Regions from separate parts of the Arabidopsis thaliana genome. Here region 1 is linked to region 2. A link is a contact called in public ChIA-PET data. All regions are on one chromosome and are shown on one strand. The core of a region is the stretch at or near the end of the contact, and the rest is flanking DNA. Distances in the headings are between cores, read along the strand shown.

Region 1 (2,700 bases), core at 39-2,538, 48 kb before region 2:
AGATCATTGATTTTCAGAACTTGTTTTGCCGTCTCAGAAGAAGAAACTACGACCGTTGGGACACTTCCAAGCTTCAAAAGCATCACCGGACCATACGTTTTGGAAAGACTCCATAGAGATTGATGTGGTAATTCTCCAAGCTGATGCAAGTTTCCGATGATCGGAAAGCCAGGAGGGGACGGTGGTTGCTGCTGATTTGTCCGACGCTTCTTGTGTTTAAAGGCGGCGAGGAGAATACAACAGAGAAAGAGAAGTGAAAGAAACCAAATCGTAGCCATTTTTCCGTATTAACGTACGTCTCAAGTTTTCTTTGTGATATTGATGAATCAAGCTCCTGCTTTAAATATATACACATTTCTTACATTATTGTTTATTGCTGTCTTAAACTCTTTTAATTTCGTTTTCAATATTTCTTTAAAAAGATTACATTTTTTGTTGGAAATTTCAAAGAAAAATGCATACCAGAATCAAGAAGCCGTCTAAATGACGAAGACCTACCTTCTCTTAATCGTGTCTCCATCTTTGTTCTGCATTTTAAATTTGTCTTTTAAGTACTCATTACTTGTCTTTTACTAATTAATATACGAAACCCAATTAATTGGTTAATGAGTACACAACAAAGTCATCGGTCTTTTAATATGCAACTATGCAAGCGACAAGGACAGCTTATCTAACTACGAAAAGAATTCTTCTCTAGTAACTAGATTTACCACTAGGTCTCCACTACATAAACAAAATTTATAAATTTCAATAATTATGTAATAAGTTTTTGGGTTAAATATTGCCTTTTAAAAAAAACTTAGTCGTATTTCTTAGCACCACATGTAAATATAGTAGGCGAATATATAAATGTTGTTAAATATCGCCTACTACTAGATTTATGAATATTTAAGCTTGACTTTATCTTAGCTCAAACAATTCATATAACTAAGGTCTCTTTGTTTAACCAAAAAAAAAAACGAAGGTCTCATTGTTACTTGGTCATACTCTTGAAAATAACACGTCAACGATATATGTATGTAAGGGCCACTTGTTATTTAGACTCAATGTGATTTTAACAATAGAAAATGTTTGAATGAAATGGATATAGGACTAAATTAAATTACGGATATGTAAGAGTTGGAATTCCAAAATGGACCTACATAATTTTTTTCTTGCAAATTTGATCGGAAGAGGGGGTATATTGAATAATTAATTTATTTGGGATACAACTATGAGAGTTACTTAAGTATAGAGCTAATTATGAAATTAAAGAAACGCGCCGCGTTTTTGATCCATAGGACGGTACAAAAACGGCGTGCTGTTTTGTTTTAGAATAAAGCTTCTTCGTTTTTTGGTTCTTTCTCTTAAAATATCTTCGCGACAAAGAACCATCGGAGAAGAGGAAGAAGATCAGTGTAGAGCTATCGGGAAATTTATCTGAAGAGGAAACTGAAATTGAGATCGAAGTTTTGAGTTTGGGTAAAAAATGGTAGGAGGAGTAGAAGAATTGAGTATTGAACAGTTAGCTTCGAGTATCTCTACCTACAAAGAACAACTCGAACAGGTTCGTTCGAGACGATTTCTTTCTTCTCTTTGTTTCAGAATTTTGTATGTGGATTAGAATTTCGAATTGGTGAAGAGAAATTGAATGTAGGTTTCTGAATTTTGTGTGATTGTTCCTGAGTTAGGGTTCGTAGGAATAGTTTTTTAGGGATTCGTTGATTTGACGAGTTGTTGTTAAGTTTCATTGTATCTTCTTCCTTTGTGAATTAATAATCAGATTTGTGAACGGATTAATCACTATACTAGGGTTGCGAGTTCTATTTCAAAGTCTGCGTTTTTATGTTCCTTTTTAGTCTCTCTGATAGGTCTTTTGGCTTAGTTTTAGTAGGGTGATGGAATGTGATCATACACTTGCTTCTCTTCTGGGTTATCTGATAGAAGTTTTGACTCTTTTGGTCTCAGGTTAGGCAGCTTTTGTCAGAGGATCCTAGGAACTCGGAATATGCAGACATGGAAAAGGAGCTTAAAGAGGTGATCAATCCCTATTTTAATCACTTATTTTGTGTGATCAAATCTTTTCATCTTTGTTGTGGATTCGTTTTATTAGTCTCCCTTAGTTTGAGTGAAATTCATTGATCCTTATGTCTTTAGCATTTGCGGCATACACAACATGATTAGGTTACTTAGCATGTAGGTTTTGCATACGGTGCTCTTTATGTTTCTATTCCCTGCCTCTTTTGAAGGAATCTGCGTGTTGTTTGAAATAGCAACATCATTTAACAGCTAGCAGATAAAGTGGAGTTTTCTTTCAGTTCTGGGGTTTGAAAGGTGAGTATGTTTTTGAGTGGCATGTAACTCCGGCAGTGGAGTTTGGGTCAGCCAAAAGCAGTTGTTGGCGTATACATAAAAGTAGGAGAGTTAGCAAAGAATTCATCATTTCTATCTTGGTTATTTGTGTTGTGCAGGTGTGCTTATATGGGTCATGATGGCCAGCCTGCTTCTATCTCCTGATTTCTCGTGTTTGATCCCTGAAGTTCTACTTCTGAAAATCTTTACTGATATATTGTGTATAATTGCTAGAAATCCTCAATTCTCTGAAACTTTGTTTTTGCACCATATAGGTGATTGCATTGACAGAGGAAGTTCTTGCAACTGCAAAGCAAAATGAGATTTCTCTATCAGATGCCGGAGTTAGTGCTGAAGCAACTCCTGGCT
Region 2 (2,700 bases), core at 37-2,536:
ATCTATTGACTAATATATCTATCTCAATAACATTGATCCAGATTGGTGCGATTCATAACTCTAGTCACTTCAAAATAGAAACTGGGAACCACTTACAAAAAGAGTTACACAGAAACCGACCCTATAAATAAGATCACGTGAGTTACAAAAATCCACACAGAGATTGTTGTATCAGACAAATAGACAAAACAAGAGGATGCTAGAATGATCATTATAACCTTACCACACATGAGTACACCCAATATTGTCATAATTGAGATGCAACACTCAAAAACACTGAGCTTGAGAAGGACCCTTACCTCTCATTCTTGCCAAATCCGAAACGTGCACCAAAGTAAAATGCAACAGAAAGCAGCCATGAATCACTGTGAACTGCGACCAAAGATACCCAGTCCTTTTCTTGCATTCCGTCTCTAGCGAAATTGATGCCTAAAGCTGGTTCAGGAAGCTCAGGAGGAACTTCCTCAACGGGTAGATTAACCTCCCATGTCTCATTTGGAAGTCCATAGAGACACAAATTCTCCTTCTCTACATAAACAAGAATGAAACACCTTAAAGAAAAACCACACAGAGGAGGACTAACTAACTCAATCTTTAACCAACACAATTCAACAACATACAAGCTCAACAACTTCAACAAAACATTTCACTAGAAACTATAGAAGCTAAGCAAGACTAATTTTTTAAAAGTTGTGAAGAAATAACTCACCAGGATCACACGTTTGGTAAAACTTCACCATATCTGCATAAACAAAACACAAAACCCAGAATCGTCAAATCTCACAAAAGAAACCCAAAATAAAAAAAGTTCTTCTTTTTTAACAAATGAAAAACCCAAATGCCACAAAATCGTAACTCTGTAGATACTTATCATTCTGATTCGCAAGTGAGAAACAAGAATCAGACCAAAACTGACCATTAGTGAGAGCTTTAATAAGACCAGCTCGTCGACCTCTGAAGTCGCTAAAGACCTCTTCAACAGTACGAGGTATTGGATGAGTAATTCCCTCCATTTCACAAACGATGTCGCCGGAGAAATCGCCGGAGAATATGAGTACTCCGGTCAAAATCAAAATCTGAGACAAATGTTTCCAGGCAAACAAAAGAAACCCAGAAGGAAAAATATTCACTTTGGGGTTTCGGATTTGGAGAAATGAAATTTGTAAATCTCTGAAAGAGAGAGTTTTTTTTTAATTTGGGGGAAATTGAGAAAAGAAAAAAAGAGAAAGGAGCTACAAACCCTAAAACGATAAAACAAAAGGGACCGATCAAAGATTAATTTTGGGGCTGAGAAGTAATATTAATAAAGACAACATTGTCTATTTTATTATTTTTGTATTAATTAAATAAAGACAACATTGTGTATTTTATTATTGTTTATGTAATAATATAAAATCTATTTATTAATTCCGATCTACATACCCTATTTTTTTCCGAGCTACATTCCCCACTCCCAAATTTTACATTATTTTTATTTTGGTCAAAGACATTTATTTAAATTTTATTTTATTTTTAAAAGTGTCGACGAAAAAAACATGTATTTTTTTTTTTTAACATATTCATTTCCATTAATATTACGAAAAAAAAACATGTTTTTATACGTAGGCTGAGGCATCCAAATTGATCCACAAATTTGGTTTTTGTTTTCAATTAACTTGACCTTAAAGATAAAAGTTAAAAGTTAAAACATTCAGGTCCATCTTGTATTGTACAGAAATAGCATGCCTGGCCCATTAAAGGATAGTGGGCTTTTATAGTAACCTAGGGGAAATGAGATTTGAAGTTTTCAACGATCATCACATTCACGTATTTTGAAAGTTTTTTTCACGATATACACCAGAAATAGATATTTTGAAAGAGAAAGCTACTAAAAAACGGAAAACATTTTGCCTTTTATCACTCAAAAAAATAAAAAATTCATCAAATTTTTAATTATTTTATTGTTTTTATGTGTGATTCTAGATGTAAGAATTAAGAAACGAACCAATATTAATCGGATTCGTTATCTTTGAATATTTTTGCGTTAAGCACGTCGTACTAGCTAGCGAATACGTTTACCGCAACTGTAATCTAATTCGTCACAGAATATCAATGATGTGGTATAATCAACTATAATCTTCTTTTTTCTTTGGGCAAAATCAACTATAATCTATGAATATATACTTACTAATATAGGTGATAGACATATATTATTTAAAATAATCTAAGAAAACATGCAAATACGGTTACATCGACCGGTTAGAAAGGGAAAAAACTTTAAAATTAGTACTTTCGTATCATATTCAAGTCAGTATATATTAGGATTTTGCCACATTACATATATTATTAAAGATTGTTAATAATTAGGATTAAAAAGACTAGTATGAGAGTTAAGTCAAGTTTAAATTTGTTTTTCTCATTGAGAAAAAGGGAACTGATTTCTTACAACATACAACTGTTCATGCTGGTCATATCTGACAAAATCACGGGAACAACTGCTCTTACCAAATATTGCACGTCCTATGCTTTTTTTTTTTGTCAAACCCTAATTAGTCTTATATTTACAAAGACAAAAAACTAGCTAACATCTTTTATCTTTATATATTTCTATCTCAAAATTAGTTGTTGAATTCTTAAGAGTTAGTGGATTGTTTATCTATAAAGTCGCACTAACAGGTAACTAAAATTAAACATCTTGGATCTAATGCATGTAAATGACAA

The links. ChIA-PET counts read pairs in DNA pulled down with a chosen protein or histone mark.
Region 1: an H3K4me3 ChIA-PET map of shoot shows a contact between it and region 2, with 10 read pairs. The contact joins the promoter of AT2G02570 here to the promoter of AL6 in region 2.

What each region holds. Positions count from the first base shown.
Region 1 is chr2:699,563-702,262 of TAIR10.1, reverse strand. AT2G02570 (nucleic acid binding/RNA binding protein) reads left to right here and starts at 1,288. Exons shown (of 8, transcript NM_179596.3): 1 at 1,288-1,546; 2 at 1,948-2,016; 3 at 2,607-2,700. The coding sequence starts at 1,469. CYP71B9 (cytochrome P450, family 71, subfamily B, polypeptide 9) reads right to left here and starts at 331. Exons shown (of 3, transcript NM_126314.3): 1 at 1-331. The coding sequence starts at 278.
Region 2 is chr2:651,150-653,849 of TAIR10.1, reverse strand. AL6 (alfin-like 6) reads right to left here and starts at 1,286. Exons shown (of 5, transcript NM_001202573.2): 1 at 917-1,286; 2 at 710-742; 3 at 300-528. The coding sequence starts at 1,013.